Regions from separate parts of the Mus musculus genome. Here all the other regions are linked to region 3. The links are chromatin contacts, called in public HiCAR-type and promoter capture Hi-C maps. All regions are on one chromosome and are shown on one strand. Each heading gives the region's core, a stretch centred on a gene start, on an enhancer-like site or on the middle of the called end of the contact. The rest is flanking DNA. Distances are from core to core; before and after follow the strand shown. Region 1 holds the start of Pigh (phosphatidylinositol glycan anchor biosynthesis, class H). Region 2 holds the start of Prkch (protein kinase C, eta). Region 3 holds the start of Mthfd1 (methylenetetrahydrofolate dehydrogenase (NADP+ dependent), methenyltetrahydrofolate cyclohydrolase, formyltetrahydrofolate synthase). Region 4 holds the start of Rdh11 (retinol dehydrogenase 11). Region 5 holds the start of Snapc1 (small nuclear RNA activating complex, polypeptide 1).

Region 1 (3,825 bases), core at 428-2,927, 2.8 Mb before region 3:
CTATAAGACAGCATTCCTTTATAAAACTATTTATTTATCTGTGTATTTATTAGGCGTGCCATGGCTAGTGAGCATGTGGCAATCAGAGGGCAACTTGTGGCAGTTGGTTCTCTCTTTCCATCATGTGGATCCCATGACTCGAACTGAAGTCGTCAGCCTCGGAGGCTGGTTGCTTTCCCTGCAGGGCCCCTGGGAGGCTCATAACACAGTAGTCTTAGAACTACGAAATCCAAGTGTAAGCAAATCCTAAAGCAAGAGCTCCACAGAAAAGCTTTGAAGAGCCCAGCCTGAGCCTGTGGAGTCCTCAGTGGGATTATTCAATTACATTTGTTTCTCCATTATTCATATTTATAGTGACTCAAGTTCTAAGAATAAATTCAAAACAGTGGAAATAATTACATCATCAGAAGTATGATTGTCTGTGCACTGCCACAGTAGTGCTCCATCCATGCAAATATATGGTTGGCAAACAGCATCTATTAGTGGCTCCCCCAGTTACCTTTCCCTAGTGATAAGTACTTGAAGAACCAGCCTGCTTCCATATTAGGCTTGAAAGTCATCTTACAGTGAAGACAATCTAGGTTCATTCTTGTTTATGAGTAAACCTGTTTTTCAAGGATTGAGCTATGCCCCACCTGTGACCTTAACTACAAATGGTTCTGTACTGCTTGTTCCAAGAATGCAATCACGTCTTTGTTTCAAAAAGTTGTTTATAGTCATCTTGCAACCTGACCTTTGCTTCAAAGGGTTATATAGCTACCTTGTTAGGCCCATCTTTGCAACCTTGTGTCTCTGTTCCAGAGGGACTTACTTGCTATGCTTGTGTGCTGCTCCTATAACTATATTTTGACAGACAAACCCCTCATTTGGAAACCTTCCTATCCCTGAGCTATAAAAGCCTGCCTTCACATCCAAAGCTGAACCCCATCTCAGGAGGAGGCAGCCCGTGTATGTGAATTTTTAAAGCTTGCTTTAATTAATTTGGTCATGATGATTTGGGTGGCGGTCTTTCTCCTCTCGTTTTTTTTTTTTTTTTGGATTAATATACTCTTTAGCAGCTGAGCCATCTGCCCAACTCAAAGCCTACCTTCTCTTCCCATGCATCCTAGCCTTGCTAGTTTTTTGATTCCTGTGACTGAAACCCATTCCAGCCTCCAACTTTGTTTTTTCCTGGTCCTTCTTTCTGGAGACTACCCCCACCTCCACCCCAACTCCCCACAGAACAGTGTGGCCCTTGTAGGTTTAATGGCGAAGACCTTTAAGACCTTTACTTAAAGCTGCCCAGACCTTCTACTAGTCTGAACATTTTTGTCAATAACACTACTTAAGTTACGTCTATTTTTTTTTTTTTTTCCTACTAGGAAAGAAGCTATGTAGAGACAGAAATCTTCAGTACCTAAAATCCCTTCGCAGGGAAATGAATGAATGAATGAATGAATGGTTACACCTGCAGACCATTTTGGGGGAGTCTTTCTGGCGTAACAATATAAATGAGTCAGTCAAATGAACAGAGATCTTAATCTGCCCAAAACTGGTGCCGCGGTTCTGGGGAGTTTGGGCTAAGGATAAACTGGGAGAACTTGCTGCAAGTCCCAGCCCTGCTCTCAGTGAGCGACTACGGCTGCGCGGACAGGCAGGGCTCAGCCGCTTCCGGGATGGTCGGGAGCCAACGAGACTTCGAGCCTCCGGGTGGGCTAGAGCGGCGCGACATTCAGGTGTGTGCGGCCATGGAGGACGAGAAGAGCTTCTCCGATATCTGCGGCGGCCGCCTAGCCCTGCGGTGCCGCTACTACTCACCGTACTGCCGCGAGTTCGGCCTCAGCTCGGCTCGGCTGTCGCTGTGCTCGCTCACCGCGGTCACCTGCGCGGTGTGGCTGGCGGCCTACGGGCTCTTCACCCTGTGCGAGGTAAAGGCGGGCGCTCGGCCGGCGCAGGCAGCTTGGAGAGGTCTCGGGGCTGACCCGTGGGTCCGGGAGGGTGGGGACTCCCTGGATCAGGGTCGCCGTTCCACGGCAGGACTGCCCTCCCTCCCCGAGAAGTTTGTGCTTCTGGACGTTCTACCACAGTGGACCTACTTGCCCTGCTCATTCATGGAACATAACCTCCTCAGAGAACTCAGTGCATCCTCCCGCATCACTTACTGGGTACCAAAGCCAACGGATAGCAGGCGTGCGACAGAATTACAGAAAAGTTTTTGCCTCCACAACTGTGCAGTACAGAATCTCCACCTAATATCTGTTTCTCAAGGCCAGGTCAACTACCATCCCCTCTCCCAACCCTTCCCCAGTTTAAGTGCATTTTCTAAAGTGTTGCCAGGTCTAAGACACGAGGGTTTTCTATGCTCAGTTTTCAGACTTTCTAATCTTTTTTCCCCCCGAGCCTCATTTTTAACATCTCTAAGTTGAAATTAATGGTTCAAAATATTGCGAAGGTCAACTGCTATTATTTTGTGACAGTTCCCAAGCAAAAAGAGTCATCCGATTGGCCTTTGTTCAGGATGTTCTGTTCTGTTTTAACTCCCTGTATAGCCCTAAAATGAATATATTATTCCAGGAGTGATCTTAATAGAGCCAGTACACCAGAACTGTTTATTTCTGCAATTTTCATATTGTTTGTATTAAAACATCCCTTAGCTTTTTTCTATTCTTTTGCTATTATTATTATTCTTACTTTGTCTGGACTGGAAGGCTCTATGTGGAGCCTGCCTCTGCCTCCCTAGGGTTAGGATCAAAGGTGTGTGTCATCATACCTGGTTCAATCACATTTATGCTATCAAAGTGTGTGGCAGAGCATCATAATTTGCACAGATTTTCATAGATGAAGTTAAGTCCCCTCACTGAGGGTCTGGGGAATGAATGGCTCATCAGATGACTGCAGCGACTGCCAAACCTGACCACCTAATGCCAAACCTGACCACCTAATGCCAAACCTGACCACCTAAGCCGAATCCCCAGAACCCACATGATGGGAGGGAAGAATGGATTCAAAAAAATTGTCCTCTGACCTCTGCACAATAAATAAATATAAATAGTAGGGGCTGGTGTGGTGGTGCACACCTTTAATCCCAGCACTAGGGAAACAGAGGAAGGAACATCTCTGAATTCAAGGCCAGCCTGGCTACATCAGTCTACATTACCAGCTCCAGAACAAACCAAGGCTACACAGTGAAACCCTGCCTCAAACACAACACAAATAGTATTTTTTAAAAGACTCCTAATCTTTACCAATTTATATTTAAAAGTGTCTTCACAGGTCAGTTGAAGTTATTAAACTGACCTAGTCCTTCCCCAAAATTTTTAATATAATTGGATTTTTATTCTTTTTTGGGGGGATGGGGAGTGTTGGGGTCTTACCATGTAGCCTTGGCTGTTCTTGAACTCACTGTATAAACCAGGCTGGCCTGTAACTCAGAGATTCACCTGTCACTGCCTCACAAGTGCTGTTGTTAAAGGGATACATCACCATGCCCAGTTGAATGTTAATGCCAGCCTATGTTCCTGATACCCGTGCAGTTATCTGCTGAATTTCTTATTTCAACCCCCCGGGGGGGTTCATAAAGAGTAATACTTTAATAACCTTGACATTGATAAAGTGACAAAGCTGGGCTTCCAAACTGGAGCTGCCTGACTTTGAAATCCCTTTCCATTGTACTTTGGCCTCGCAGATCTCAGGCAGTTGCAATTGTTACTGGTTGGTTTGTTCAGAGATACAGGGTCTTGCTATGTAGTTTAGGCTGTCCACACACTCTGCTTCGTCCTGGTTCAGCCCCTGTGAAGGCCTGGGCTGACAGGTGAGTGAACCACACCCAGCTCAGAGCTGTTCTGT
Region 2 (3,614 bases), core at 581-3,080, 2.7 Mb after region 3:
TAAAATACATATATCCATGAATCTTTGTCACTGTCCATCTGGTTCTGCCACTTGTGAATTTCAAACAGATTCTGAATAGCGATTCACCTCGGGTTCCAAGCCCACTCCTGCCAGAACTGAGACCATTATTAAACTCTAGAGTCTTTACCACACACTACACTTTGCCAGACCACTTCGTTGTAATTATCATTTCAGTGTCTCAGAGTGAGCACAATAACCCCGGCATCACAAAGACAGCGTGAGGATTAAGACATATGGGCGTTCTGGCGCTGTGTGAGGCACTCGAGAAATTTACAGTAAAAATTCTATCTCCAGGGAACTATGGGAATGGCAGCAGCATATAAGAAGTTGCGGGCAGCTAAAGGTCAACGCAGAGGGAGGAGACCCAAACCTAAGGTGTCTTGGCCACCTCTTCTCAGAGGAATAGTTTGGAAGCACCCATACACCCAGGCTGACTGAACTTAAGAGCAAACAGAGAAGTTTTAAACCTCTCACCCCACCACTCCCGCCTCCACCCTCGCCCCCAATCCCCAAGGGAAAAGCTAAACAAAACTCTGCCAGGGTGCAAAGCCATGCACTCACTCTGATCCCTGCCAGTGTAGCTTTTGTACCTCTGGGATGTAATGGATGTGCATGCTGAAACACGTGTGCACGTCTGTGTGGCTGAACCAACATGCATCCATAAACACTATGAATAATACTCGCGAGAATGTATGGCTTTCTCCTAAGAAGTGTTTGAAGCACTTGATTCAAACCATATCCCTTTCATATCGCCCTTTCTCTGCTTTTCTTTATATGAGAGTTGTGATTCCCAAACCCCCTACCCCGGGAGGAGGGGGATGGAACTCTGTATCACTATTGGGCTTCCCCTAAGTGCAAAGTCCAGGTCCACAAAGAGGACGGATTCCCAGAGTCCCACCTGCGCCCGCATACACCCACGGCTGTCGCGTCAACAGTGCAGGCCACCTGGGAAAGGACCGAAGTCTAGAGGGAATTCCTTCCCCTGCAGGGCGATGAGGGAGCGGGACTCTGACGAGTTTCGAAAATTAAAAGGAGGGAAGGTCCAGCAGACATGGAGGAGTGAGGCGATCGCTACTTACCCAGCCCTCGAAGGTGTCCGAGGTACCAGCCGTGCGCAACAGCTCCTGGAACTGCAGCGTGCAGTTGGCCACAAAGTGGTCATAACCCAGGGGCGTCTCGTGGAAGACGGCTAGCTCCAGGTGGCCGCCGTCGGTGACATTGGCGCAGAACTCCTCGTTGTAGGTGGGTTTGTTGGTCTTCTGCTTTGTGCTGGTCTGGCCCACGCGTACCTGGTCTACGCTCACCGTCAGGTAGGGGTCCAGCAGCTGGTGGCCCTTTTTGAAGAGCGAGTGCCGCAGGGACCAGCGGGTGGGCTGCAGCCCTACAGCCTCTCCGATGCGGACCCTCAGATAGCCATTGAACTTCATCGTGCCGGACGACATGCCGGCGCTGCTGCCGGAGCCCCGAGGGGGCCGCGCTGGCTGGCACTGGGGAACCCGGAGCCCGGGCTCAGGGCAGTCCTCTCCGCTGCCACGGGCGTGGAGGCAGCTCTGGGAAGAAGCAGCGCCCGAGCCCCCTGCGACCGGCCATTCCGCCTCCTCGGAGGGATCTTCCCCTCCCCTCCTTCCCTCCCGCCCTTTCTCCTGAGGTGGAAAGGAGGGGAGCCGGGCTCCGAGCCCTCGGCGGGCTGCTGGGCTCCCGATCGTCCTTCTGGAGCGCGCGGGGCTCGCCCCTTCTCCGGGGCCGGCCAGATAGTCTCCCCGGAGAGCAGGAGCGACCCGTCCGGCTAGCTCCAGCTTTGGCGTCTCTGCCCCCGCCTCCGCCCGTTCCTCCTGCCCCCGCCTCCGCGGGCTCACGCTCTCCCCCACTCGGTGAGCTGAGAACCAGGAAGCAGCAGCAGCAGCAGCAACCGCAGCCGCATCCCGGCCAGAGCCGCGCGCCGCCGGGCTCCAAGTTCTCAGAAGCCCGGTGCGGGCTGCCACGCCTTCCGGACCCCGGGGGCGTGGCGCACCGCGGGCAGCACCGCCTTGAGGGGTGGGTGCCGGGGTTACGCGGTGAAGGGGGCCCGCACTCCCCACTCACCCCAGGGGCGGTTCCCGCCCTGAGTGCTCGCGGATCCCTGCTCCCGGTGGCCGGGTTGGCGGTGCGTTTCGGGCTGGAGGCTGCCCTAAGGGGCTGGACAAAAAGAAAGGATTCCAGGCCCACCGCCAGCAAACACCTGAGGCGTGGGAGACAGCCGGGGAGAGAATTGGCAGGACGGGTGGATGCGGAAAATCAGCAGCAGGGAGTTCCTACCTCCCACCCTAAGTAGTGGCCTGGAGACCCTGCCGGAGGGTGACAGAGCCCTAGCCAGAGGCGGGTGTTCTGTGGGGAAGGGGAGGTCCCTTTCCTAATCTTTACCGGAATGGGTCATCCCAGGTTCAGCTTAGACTCATCCTGTTTATGTGCCTTTTCGGCAGAGAGTAATTAGTTGTTTTGTTTGCGTATTTTTTTAATAGGGCAATGGTAATGATGGAAATCCTGTACTCCTTCCTGGGAGAGGTGTGTCACTGCACAAAGAGCAGGAAAGATTGGTTCTGCTGGAGACTGACAAGGCCAAGATGTAATAAGTCCCTTCCTCCGCAAGAGGCGGTTTGCTGGTCCACCTAGTCCTGCATTATAAGGGCAGCAAAGTGTTCACATGCGCCACCCTGACACACAGTGGCTTTCAGCTGCCTCTTCTAGGAACAAACACTCTAGGTTGTTATTGTCAGAGTGGGCAGACCCTAAGTTTACCCATCTCGTGACTTCTACAGGTTTTGTCTCCTAGGAACACCTTTTGGTCTAATCCATTCTACCATAAAGCTTGCTCCCTGAGGGCCAGCCGCAACCAATATGTCTCCTATAAAGTCCAGGCCATTCTTAAGACGCTTAAGGACGCTCACCATACTCGTTCTTACTGAACAGGCTGGTTGGTCGTCTGTCCCCTTTCTAGCACATGGTTTGGCTTGCTGAGAAGGTTCTGGGCAGTTTCTCATTAGGGAGTTGAGACCTCACCAGTAACAGCTTCACACTATAGGATGAGATGGAGAACAATGGGCTGGCCGGATGGGCCTCTCTTGGAAATACCAAGGCTTCCTGAAAGAGTGGGGCAAGGAAGTAGAGGGTCACTTCAGTTCAGGCAGAGCTCTCCAAAGTGTGCTAGCAACCCGTTTGTAGAGGTAGAGTCGGCTGGGTGAAAGCAACTCTGACTTCTTCCCTAAAGAGCTGGACCTGGCTCCTCCAGAGAGCTGCCGGTTCGCCTTAAGAACCACGAGGGCTCCAAACTTTGTCTCTGCAACTCCTTCCGTGGATATTTTATTCCCTATTCTAGGGAGGAATGAAGTATCCACGCGTTGGTCTTCCTTCTTGATTTTCTTGTGTTTTGGAAGTTGTATCTTGGGTATTCTAGGTTTCTGAGCTAATATCCACTTATCAGTGAGTGCATATCAAGTGACTTCTTTTGTGATTGGGTTACCTCACTCAGGATGATATCCTCCAGATACATCCATTTGCCCAAGAATTTCATAAATTCATTGTTTTTAATAGCTGAGTAGTACTCCATTGTGTAAATG
Region 3 (3,784 bases), core at 1,022-3,521:
TTACATTTGTCACTTTAGTAACCATATACATTATTACTACCTATATGCATCCCATAATATGTGACTAACCTAAAATATACTTAGTAAGTTTTTTTTAAAAAACATTATTTCTGTGCATGTGTATGTGTATAAGTGTATGCCATGCCTGTCCGTGGGTACCCAGAAGGCATCTTTCCCTTGGAGCTGGAGTTACAGGCAGTTGTGAATGGTCTGAACAGGGTGCTAAGAACTGAACTGAGTTATCTGGAAGAACAAGATGTGCTCTCCTTAATCCCTGAGCCACCTCTCCAGCCACCACATTAAGGTTTAAGAAAGGGGAAAAAAGCAGGCATGGTGATATATGTCTTTAATCCCAACACTCAGGAGGCAGAGGCAAGTAGATCTCTTTGAGGTCAACCTGGTCTACAGTGTGAGTTCTAGGACAGCCAGGGATACACAGAGAAACCCTGGCTTGAAAAACAAGCAAACAAACAAAAGTCTGATGTAGTGGTCCAGACCTGTGATCTCAGCCCTTGGAAGTATAAGCAAGCACTGAATCAGCAGTTCAAAGCCAGAATCAGATACATTTGAGTTTGAGGCAAGCCTGGGTTACCTAAGACCCTGTCTTTTAAAAAAAGAAAAAGGAAAAAAAAAAAAAGAAAGAAAGAAAGAAAAGAACTTGTATATATTATGATTTCTAGTCCAAAAATCTGGAGTTCTTCCTTGCCTTAGTGCAAGATTCACCATTTAATTTATATTTTTCCTCTTTTTTCGCAATCTTCAACAAAAGCTCTCTTTACTCTAGAGTAGGCTTCACCATCATTCTCTCAAGGTCTCTTGTGACAAAACCAAGTGTTTACTGGACACTTACTGCTAGCCCCAGCAGTTAATAAATAACCAGATACCTAATGTCGGAAAAGCAACCTTCAGCAAGTTCACAAAAACAGACCTTTCTCTCTCCTCAGCAGTCCCCAACACTCACTCCCTAAACAAAAAGCAAGGAATGTAGCCCAGATGTTATGCACACTTTCGGGCTCCACACTTAGGGGCTCAATTCCCAGCCCTCTCTCCCAAACAGCAAAAGGGTGCTACTCTCTGGGACGACACTTGGCAAACATTCCCACTAGTTAAGCATTTAAATCTGCACGGCCAGAACAGGTGGTCTGACGGAATATGGAATAGGGTCAGCACACAAGAGCCAAACTGAAAAGTAACTTTAGCGCCAGGACGGATAGGTAGGCTGTTAAAGGGTAGAGCAAGCGAGCGCTGGCGTAGTAGCTGAGTGGTGCGGCGCTTGCCTTGCCTGTGCGATACCTTGGAAGTGAAGCCGGCGGGGTGAAAGAGAAAAAAAGACAGCATTTGGTGTAATGAGGAATGCGCTGAATTAGAGGAAACCCTCTAGGCCAGGTGTGGTAGCCCAAGCCATTAATCCCAGCACTCAGGAGGCAGAGGCAGGAGGGGATCTCTGTGAGTTCAAGATCAGCATGGTCTACAGAGTAAGTTGCAGGACAGCCAGGGCTCCGTGGAGAGACCCTTTGTCAGAAAACAAACAAACAAAAAATTAGAAAGAGACCCTCTCTCTGATTTGACCAATCACCCGTGTCAAATCTTGCCACAACCGAATCACCACCAAATTGCCAGACAAGCGGCTATGCTGGGTTTCTGAGGTTGGACTCCTCAGGTAGCCCGTGTCTAGGCAGAATGATGCCAGCAGCTACACTTTTGAGAACAAGGTCAGGTCAGGACTTGCCGCCAAACCTAGGAATGCAGCCACCCCAGGCAGTCTATTGCAATTGCACATTGGGCCGGGCATGTGTTTCTCTGGCTTCAGGAAACCAGTCTTCAGATTCTAGGAGCCCGTGTCGATGTCCTCTCTTCCCGCAAACCCCATCTAAGCACCTCTCCTGCAGAGCCCAGGCGCTTGGGGATCTGCACGCCCTGCTCTGAGCCCACCACCACTATCACTGGCAAGTACTTACGCAGAAACCAGTTTCCCGTTCAGGATTCCCGCTGGTGCCATGGCCTTTGCTAGTCTGCCACCCACGGTGAACACCAGCAAAAATCAGGTTCCAGTCGCTCCGCGCGCGCAGGACAGCACAACCCACGTGCTCAGGGACCTCCCGGGAGAAATCAGCTAGTGCGCCTGCGTCGCGCTCAGCAGCGAAGGTGCGCAGGCGACCCGGAAAGACGTCGTGACCCGCTGACAGAGGAGGCCCAGGAGCGTCTGCGGGAGCCGGTGGGCCCAGGCAGCAAGAGGGTTGTCACCAAAGACTGGTTGGCGGCAATGACTGGCTGCGGAAAGAGCCTGTGTGGAGCCCGCCTCTGATGAGCCGGGAGCTTCCCGCCTCGCTTTTAGCCAATCAGAGATAGTGTGTAGGGGGCGCGGTGGAACTGGGCGGAGTCCGGGCAGGAATGGGCCTGTCTGAGCAAGTTTGCGTGACCTAGGTTGCGGCGACAGAGTCCTGCAAAGCAGTGTGATTTTGGATCGTACTGGCTTCTCCGGGCAGGATCTTGGAGGCCTTAAGCTGATTCCGGCTACTGACCTGGAGCAGGCAATGCGGCTTTCCACGTTGTCATAGGCCCTAGCTTTCAGAGTGTGGTGGGGAACACCTGGGATAACTGCCTCTCTGTTACCCTCCTAGCAAGAGTGAGGCTATCCTTAACGAGGCAATTGTGTCCCTCTGGTTAGCCATCTGCGGAGGAAGCACTCCAGGGAATTGCTTTTCCACCAGCCAGAGTAGAAATTTGTTTCCGGGGAAAGAGATTTCAGAGATCACCTTGCAGGACTGAAGCCAAGACAGTAATGGACAGGTCCACACCTCGACCTTCACTGTTCAACTCTATATCAAGTCTGACTCTTTACTTAAACCTCAGTTTCATATTAGAACTCAGAAGATAAGACTTCTCTTTGTCCCTCTTCCCAATGTGGCCGTATTGAATAAATCTCCTTTTTCTATATCTTACCATTACTTGTTTAATCGACTTATTAAGGATGGTGACTAACCTGGTTTATTAGATTCTCAGAGCCCAGGGTCTGGCTCGCAATTCTAGTAACAGCAGGGACGATCAATCCACAGCCTTGACATAGAGACAAGTTCGCTACTACTGAACCCAGCCTTCCATAACTAAAACCTGCTATCCTCCCAGGGTTGAAGCCCAAAAGCAGGCTCAGCCCAGCAGCTAAGAGGGACCTCAGAGCAGAAGCGTGGGGCTTCATCAGCGTGAAGGGAGCAGAGTTCAGGACGAGTGATCCTCTGGTCTCAGCGGACCAAATCAGTATTGAAGCAGAGACTACTTTGTTCATCAGCTAGATGCCAGCAAGGCTGGCATCCCTCCCCATTTGCCCTGGTGCAGAAATGAGTTTGGCCATGTCCTCGGGAGCCTGGTGGTAGAGGAATACATCAGAGCCACTGCCTTGACTTTGCTTTTTCTGCCGCTGGAACTGGGCTGGATTCTTACTGTTGGGTTCGAGGTACAAGCCGAGAAAACTTATTTCAGACTCAGGAAGCTTAAAAATGAAAGCTTTATTCTCTGAGCGCTCAGGAAGGCAGCCAGTTCAGGACCTGAAACATGTCCCAGGAAGGATACTGTACAACATTTTAAAAGGATGGGAACACAAAGTGAGAAGTGAGCTGGGGTGAGCTGGGGTGAGCTGCAGTGTTATCCAATTGTATTTTGGTTGACATTTTGGCTTAAGCAAGGGAGTACCCGCTGGAGACTGGGTGAATCCAAGGGACCTGACTTCAAGGTCCTTAATTCATTCTCCTGAACTTTAGGTCTGGAGCTCAGAGTGATAAGGGGACAA
Region 4 (3,628 bases), core at 282-2,781, 2.9 Mb before region 3:
GGCATAAGTTGCCAAACAGCAAGTTTCTTCATCTGGGGCAGCTATGAGCAAGTCATCAATATGCTACTAGAAAGTTATCTGGGTGTGGGCCTGCCTGTATGTATATGTATATGTGTATGTGAATGTGTATATAAATATATGTCTGTCTGTCTGTATATGTATATGTATATGTGTATATGTATATAAGTAAGTATATATCTGTCTGTCTGTCTGTCTGTCTGTATGTATGTATGTATGAAAAATGGTTGGAGCCTTGCTCTATCTGTCACATGTGTGAATGTATGTGTGTGTGTTTATAATTCTTCCCCACCACCCCCTCTCTCTTTTCTTTCTCACTGATCCCCAAAGAGTTGTCTCAAGAAGGCTGAAGGTTGAAGCAGGAAGGAGAAAGCTGCAGCTTTGACAACTCCTGAAGCAGTACTTCACAGCTGTCTGTGTCACCTCTCAGAGACTACACCAGTTTATTGTAGAAATACTGTTAAACATGTATAAAATGAATAAGAAACAGAATACGTAAAAGACTTTTTTCTTTGAGCTGTGAGCTGCTCTCTACATACTAGACACTAAGAAAGCGTTAAATGCTGATGATTACTAGATAATCCAATACTAAATCTGTAAGAATATGTCTTCTTCCCAGGTGCTATACAGTATATGGCTCCAACTTGACTGTGGAACAGGTATCTTCCAATGAATGGAAATTAATTATGCAAATGAACCAGAAACTGAATAGTGAAGGTGGGAAACCACAGACAATGACTTTTAAAACTTGTTAAACATGATAACTCATGTTTATCCCCATGAGGTACACCTCAAAGGAAAGAAAAGTTTGAACAGGGAGTTTGCCTTTTCCCAAAGAAATGTTCCTGGCCTTAGTTCAAGACGGGATTAAACTCTTTGACAAAGTGATAAAACCAACTGTGCCAATCTGAGAAATGCATTGTTTCCTTGAAGAGTAATACATGATATAGTCATCCAAGAAACTATTTTATTATCAAATAACAACCAAGGGCTTGGGAAATTATGAAGGATACTATCATAGATCGAAGTACACACAACCGTGACTCTCTAGGAGGTCTTAACTTGCTTTGCCCCATAGGGCAAAGGTCATCTCTGAGGAAGGACATCTTCCGCCACACCAACTGTCCGACTAACGGCTCCTGCCCTTTGTAATTAACCTCAGAATACTTTCCAGACGCTGTCTCCCAGACAAAATGTAATTTCCTAATAATGATTGGGGAAAATTGAACCAAACACTGGACTTGGGCTCCAGGAGATAGCAAACCCGCGAGACTTCCAAAGAGTCAATTAGTGGCCAGAGGAGTGGTAGAAGGGCTGGCTCAACGATCCCACAGGCCTAGGCCCTGGACCACTGAAGACCATTGCTCCACGGTTGTGTTATTCAACTTTTCATAGTGCTTGGAAGTATACTCTGAATGTATCACCGCCAGGCGGCCGCCAAATCCAGGACTACATTTCCCAGAGGGCTTTGCTCCCTGGCGGTTGCAGTTGAACCGGGGTGTGTCTAGGATCAGAAGCCATAAGTCCCGCTGTCCTCTTTAGAGCATCAACTTCAACTGCGCTTCGGTGGTGCTGAGATGTTCGGATTCCTGCTTCTGCTCTCTCTTCCCTTCATCCTGTACTTGGTCACGCCAAAAATCAGGTCTGTGCGAATGTTGCTTTTTCTTGCCAGGTCTTTTAGAGAAGATAAAAAATCCCTACTGAAGCCCTCTCCCTAGCCCCCGTAAAGAAAGACTAGGAAAGGACTGAGAAGCCCTTTAAGGTAGCAAAGATCTGGAGTTTACTGGACTGTAGGCGAGATCCTGGTGCCCTGGATGTGGGCACGGCCAGACGTCAGACCCCAGGTGGTCGTAAAAGCGCTCCAGGTCTCCATCATCCTGTATTGCTCTTTCTGGCCTACCTTATTTCCTCTAGCACTATTTGCTCTCTAGCTTCGGGAAGCCGCTGAGTATGGCGGGCTTTAGATTCTAACTGTTTTCTCCACTCCCAAGCTTTGAACCAGCCTTTGTCTAACTATTTGTCTCCAGCCCTTGAGGTACTACAGGAGGGTTGCACTTTTTGCTCTCTGAACCCGATGCCAATGTTATCTGGGGCATGCTTCCTTGTTGCCGTTATTCACTTGTTTAGGTGTTTGTGACAACTGAAGGGGAAGATTCATTGTCCTTCGGAGTAGGAACACGTGCTTGTTTGCCCTAATTAGATTACTAGGAGCCAGGAGAAGAACCACGTGGTCAAAGGATGGTTTCTTAATTAAGTGTCAGGTCAGCCCAAACCTGGAGGTGTGTGTAATCACCTGAGAATCAGCGGCAGGCTACCACAAGGGGCAGTCCACTGATTGGTTCTGAGTAAGTCACCAGGAGTGACGGTGGACCAGTAATAAACGCCACCTTCTTTCTGGGCGTGGCCATAGTTCCTATTGGAGCTGAGGCTGTGCCATCCTTCTGTCATTTCTTACCATGACCAACATTTTTTCTTCCAAGACCTACTTCCCACTCTTTTTGCTTTTTCTTCTCTCTCTGGTGGCTACTTTCATTTTTCCCCTCTCCTCTCTGAATACTTACAGCTCCCATAAGTAGGCACACATGGGCCTTGTACTCAGGTAAAAACTTGGGTTTCTTTTTACCACAAGATCTTCATATCCATATAGAATCTCAACAAAACATGAACCGGAGCTACATCCAGTGAAATGTGTCTTAGAAGCGAGCACTCTAAGGACTCTACTATCCCCGTTGGAGCCAGCATGGGAGAGTGGGGCCAGAGCTGCGCTTTCAAAGTTGATTTCTTGTTTTCGATGATGACAGAGGAAGGAGGAAGAGCCAATTCCTGGTCCCCAGGATTTGTCAGTGTTGAAGTTCAGTCTGAAGGGACGTGAGACACAGAGCCAGGGGCCTTGATCGCTGAGGAGAGAGAGGTTCCTTTGGGTACCACAAGTTAGTTTGTCTTAAGTAGTGGCTGCTTGCAGATAACAAGTTTAGTGGAATGGTTGAAATGCTCCTTAAAAACGCACTTCTGAGTCAACAGATCCTTTTAGTCCTAAAATTGAGAAGAGAAGAGGAAAATCTGAGGGTTGTGTTTGTGCTTCATCCATTTGGAAAGGCCAGCAAAGCCTACGCACAGGTGCAAGGACTCCAACCAGACAAACGTATGGATCCTCACTCTGCTGGAACTCTGCTCTGTTGTTGTTTTGTTGTTGTTGTTCTGATATTAATGTGTGATGTCAGTAGTCAAACCCAGGGCTTGGCATCTGGGTAAACTATGTATGCTTACCCTGTTATATTCCTAGCCCTTGTCTCATTCTTAAATGTTTTGTTTTTGTTTTTAAATGTGTGAATGTGGCTATCTTTTTCTTATTTTTGACCTAGATTCATAAGCTTATGATTTCTATTCTTTGAATTGGATTAGCCCTTCTTAAGATTATAAGATGCTGTTTGTCACAGATTGGCATAGAAAGGCCACTTTTCTTCTGTTTGGTTGAATCTTATGATTTCCTAAGCCAAGCATGCCTGATTGGAAACTAAACTGAAGTCAGGTGCCTGACCAATCAAACACTTATCTAGGTCTTGTGCTTTGGGGAGCAGGTATAACTTTGTTTCAGTTATTTGAGACGGAA
Region 5 (3,905 bases), core at 1,263-3,762, 2.3 Mb after region 3:
CAATAAAAATAATAAGTACAGTAAAAGAACACAAAAGACCTATGGTAGGTAGTGTGGAGACCAAAATGACTCCTAAAGAAAATCCAACTGGGCTGCAGTGGCATACGCCTTTAATCCCAGCTCTCAGCAGGCAGAGGCAGGGGAAACTCTGTGAGTTTGAGACCAGCCTAGAATACTCAGTTCTAGGACACTCTGGGCTTCACAGAAAGACCCTATCAGGAAAAAGGGAGGGGGGGGGGTAAGGAGGGAAAGTTACCCCAACCTCTTTAGTACAGTGAAAGACTTTAAAAACAGAAAAGACAAGACAACAGGCTGTGCAAGGTGATGGCACCTTTAATCCATCTCCATGGTACTTTCCAGGCCAGCCAGGACTGTATAGTAAAACCCTGTCTCAAATAAATAAATAAATAAATAAATAAATAAATAAATAAATAAATTTAAACTAAGTTTTAAAAGGAAACAGGAAGACATAATAGATTTAGATTCTTTTTAAAGATGGGGTCTCTATCTTCCAGCCCAAGCTGACCTCAAACTTGCAATTCTCCTGCCTCTTGATCGCTCTAATTAATAAGCCTCTGATACCACACTTGATAAAATTAACTTCCTCTAAGTGTCAATTTTCTTTCTTTTTATTTTTTTTGTTTTTGTTTTTTTCAAGACAAGGTTTCTGTATAGCCCTGGCTGTCCTGGAACTCACTCTGTAGACCAGGCTGGCCTCGAACTCAGAAATCCGCCTGCCTCTGCCTCCCAAGTGCTGGGATTAAAGGGGTGCGTCACCACGCCCGGCTATAAGCTTCAATTTTCTAATCTCTAAAACATGGAACACTTATACCAGCTTTTCAGAGCTCTAAGTTAAGTATATTAGATAATGAATCCATTACAGTTAGCTACATAAAATATCAGTTGTACAATAAATAATTTTTGTTGTTATTTGGGGTTTTGAGACAGTGTCTCCTGCAGAATTCTCTTTGTAGCTAGGATGGCCTTGTACTCCTGGCCTTGATTCTCCCCACATTCTGGGCATTCTCCCCACATTCTGGGCATTCTCCCCACATTCTGGGCTTAGAGGAGTGCTGCCCCAGAGCAGGTTAATTTCATCACCTGTAGTAATTTACACCTTAATTTGTAATAACTGACAATCTACATAATAGTCTAAATCAATAATATAAAAAGTTCTATTTTATTCAACAAAAGATCTATTAAGATTCCATTCAATCATTTACCCTTTTCAAGAATTTATATGGTATGGTAATTAATACAAACACCGTATTCAAACGTGGGCAAGGTGGTGAATGCCTGACCTTAGAAGGAAGAGTCAGGCAGATCTCAAGGCCAGTCTGGTATAACGGCAAGTTTCAGGCCAGCCAAAGCTACACACAATGAGGGCAAGTCTCAAAAACAAGTAAGGAATACCACATTAATCACATGGCTGTTCTCACTAAGTTCAGTCTAAGGGAGAAATCAAAGAGTAGTAATAACTCTGAACATTAATTTCACACGTCGAACCAGCTAATATATTGATTCATTTAATTCCCACACTATCATGATCTAGTTTACAGACAAAAAGGGTTGTCTCAGATCTGGGGGAGGGGGACTGGAGAGCTGTATTCAAATCCTGATGCCCAAGACCCATCATCTCCACTCTTCACCGTTATCCAAGACTGCGTCTCTAATTATGAAATATACTCTAGACGGTGAGATAAGCCCTTCGTGCTGGGGGTAGACAGAACTCGAGCCTCTCACTTAGTCCCGAAGGCCAAAAGAATTCCCTAAAGAACTGTCATTTGGGTTCAAAAATGACTGACGAAGTGGACAAGCAAAAGGAGATGGAAAATTCCCAGGCTAGGAAACGCCAGTGGAGTACCAAAAGCAACTCGAGCCAAGAGAGTGAGTGCAAGGTGTGGGCACTGGAGATGAGGCTGGGGACAGAGGTAAAGGCAGCTACTGGCTTGAATCTAGGCTTTATCCAACTAAAGGCGATACACAGAGATTCAAACCTGCACTTGCAACGTCAGTTGTTGCATGCTAAATGAATTCGTTCGTAGAGGACCCTGTGTCGGTGGGAATACTTTGTTTCTAACCGCGGATTCATTCGGCAATCAAGATTGGAGGAGGTTTGGCCTCGGATGGAGGCGGTGGAGATGCAGAGGGCCGAGCCAGCAGAGTGCAAGGGCGACCCACGGAAACCGCCAAGGCGGAGGTCGGGGATGCAGGCTGCGTTCCCCACAGGAGAGACAGGGTAGGAGGACGAGGCACACCCACCAGAAGATGGTCGCGAACTTCATGCTGCGCCAGAGCTCCGTGAAGTCCTCGAAGCGCACGCTGTCCATCTCTTGGAAGCGGCTGAGCAGCGTCTCGTAGTCAGTCTGCAGGCCCGGAGGGATCCCCACGCCTTCAACAGTTCCAGCGCCCGTGGGACGGGTCCCGGCGCCCGCAGGAGTCCCCATGCTCACTCTCTCCCGGACCCGGCTTCCCCAATGCCCAGAAGGCCCTGTAGCACCGCCCCAGTCACGTCACATCACGTACGCGCACTCCGTGACGTACTATCCGGGACCTCAAGCCCCGCCTTCATCCGGGTCTTACCTGGCGCCTGTGGCGCTTCTTGCGCGTGCGTAAATGCAAGGTGATTTTAGTCTAGGAAGCCGAACTTGGTGTGATACACGCCTTTAATTTCAGTGCTTGAGAGGCAGAGACAGGAGGATTTCTGTGATTTACAAGCCTGTCCGGTGTATGCAGCGAGTTTCAGGTCTACATAGAGAGACCCTCTAAATAAATAAATAAATAAGACCTTCAAATTAGATAAGTAGGTAGATAAAACAATAGTAGTGCCTGCTAACTATTAATCAATAGGACATGAAGACTCGATTTCTCTCTCTCTCTCTCTCTCTCTCTCTCTCTCTCTCTCTCTCTCTCTCTCTCTCTCTCTCTCCCTCCCTCCCTCCCTCCCTCCCTCCCTCCCTCTCTCTCTCTCTCTCTTTCTTTCTTTCTTCTTTTTTTTTTTTTTTCCGAGAAAGGGTTTTCTGTATATCCCTGGCTGTCCTGAAACTCATTCTGTAGATCAGGCTGGCCTAAAACTCAGAAATCCGCCTGCCTCTGCCTCAACTAACAGCCCCCAAAAGGATTTGAGGTCTTCATTGCCTCCTGACTTATGTAAACTACACTTAGCCTGCCAGTCTTCTTTAAAGTGACTCTACAGTAGCAACCACCCTAACCTCCCTCCACGTGGGAAGATGATCTAAAGAGAACTTGTTAGGGAAGGAACTCCCGTGGTTCTTCCTCATTGCCAAGATCCCCTACAGTCTATGCTTACTTGAGTGATTAATTTGTGGCTCTCCAAGTAATATGCAACCACTCTGGGCAGCAGTTGCTGTTTCCTACCGTTGTTGCCTCTGACAATCTAGCACACTGTCTGATATACTGTTTGGCTAAAGTAGCTCTCTAGAAATCCCACTTTTTAGCTTCTCCCAGGGGCTTGTTACGGGTTAGCATTCTGTATTTGAACTGTATTTCTGTTTTGAAGGCACACTAATCTTTAGAAAAGGTATTCTGGGATGTGCTTGTATGGATGCATTTATTTTATTGTTTGTAATGGTTTGTTTGTGTGTGTGTGTGTGTGTGTTTTCATGAACACACCTCCTGGCCCATGTGGAGGCCAGAAGTTGATGTCCAGTGTGTATACATATATTTTAGTTGTAGTGGGTTTTTTGGTTTGTTTTGGGTTTTTTTTTGTTTTTTTGAGACAGGGTTTCTCTGTATAGCCTTGGCTGTCCTGGAACTCACTTTGTAGACCAGGCTGGCCTCGAACTCAGAAATCCGCCTTCCTCTGCCTCCCAAGTGCAGAATTAAAGGCGTTTGCCACCACGCCCAGCTATAGTTGATTTTTAATTTTATGAAAATAGAATTGC

Evidence for each region. Promoter capture Hi-C pulls out the DNA fragments that hold promoters and counts their contacts. HiCAR-type assays count read pairs that join an accessible place to other places.
Region 1: a promoter capture Hi-C map of pre-B cells shows a contact between it and region 3, with 2.8 times the contacts expected there. The contact joins the promoter of Pigh here to the promoter of Mthfd1 in region 3. A contact is called at or near these places in 2 of 39 promoter capture datasets (the 3T3-L1 cell line and pre-B cells).
Region 2: a contact with region 3 is called in a HiCAR-type map of astrocytes, with 2.7 times the contacts expected there. The contact joins the promoter of Prkch here to the promoter of Mthfd1 in region 3. A contact is called at or near these places in 1 of 39 promoter capture datasets (cranial neural crest) and 1 of 115 datasets of contacts at active chromatin or transcription factors (astrocytes).
Region 4: a promoter capture Hi-C map of cranial neural crest shows a contact between it and region 3. The contact joins the promoter of Rdh11 here to the promoter of Mthfd1 in region 3. A contact is called at or near these places in 2 of 39 promoter capture datasets (cranial neural crest and maxillary cranial neural crest).
Region 5: a contact with region 3 is called in a promoter capture Hi-C map of pre-B cells. The contact joins the promoter of Snapc1 here to the promoter of Mthfd1 in region 3. A contact is called at or near these places in 3 of 39 promoter capture datasets (the C10 cell line, hippocampal neurons and pre-B cells).

The regions. Positions count from the first base shown.
Region 1 is chr12:79,087,522-79,091,346 of GRCm38.p6, reverse strand. Pigh (phosphatidylinositol glycan anchor biosynthesis, class H) reads left to right here and starts at 1,677. Exons shown (of 4, transcript NM_029988.2): 1 at 1,677-1,907. The coding sequence starts at 1,728. 9230116L04Rik (RIKEN cDNA 9230116L04 gene) reads left to right here. Exons shown (of 3, transcript NR_110486.1): 3 at 1,362-2,642.
Region 2 is chr12:73,583,012-73,586,625 of GRCm38.p6, reverse strand. Prkch (protein kinase C, eta) reads right to left here and starts at 1,830. Exons shown (of 14, transcript NM_008856.4): 1 at 1,101-1,830. The coding sequence starts at 1,463. It overlaps LOC115488016 (collagen alpha-1(I) chain-like), which reads right to left and starts at 2,948. Exons shown (of 3, transcript XM_030247047.1): 1 at 2,859-2,948; 2 at 2,317-2,415; 3 at 1,491-2,196. The coding sequence starts at 2,948. The coding sequence ends at 1,531.
Region 3 is chr12:76,253,719-76,257,502 of GRCm38.p6, reverse strand. It overlaps Mthfd1 (methylenetetrahydrofolate dehydrogenase (NADP+ dependent), methenyltetrahydrofolate cyclohydrolase, formyltetrahydrofolate synthase), which reads right to left and starts at 2,271. Exons shown (of 28, transcript NM_138745.2): 1 at 1,959-2,271. The coding sequence starts at 1,999.
Region 4 is chr12:79,189,758-79,193,385 of GRCm38.p6, reverse strand. It overlaps Rdh11 (retinol dehydrogenase 11), which reads left to right and starts at 1,531. Exons shown (of 7, transcript NM_021557.6): 1 at 1,531-1,660. The coding sequence starts at 1,596.
Region 5 is chr12:73,963,104-73,967,008 of GRCm38.p6, reverse strand. Snapc1 (small nuclear RNA activating complex, polypeptide 1) reads right to left here and starts at 2,512. Exons shown (of 10, transcript NM_178392.5): 1 at 2,263-2,512. The coding sequence starts at 2,447.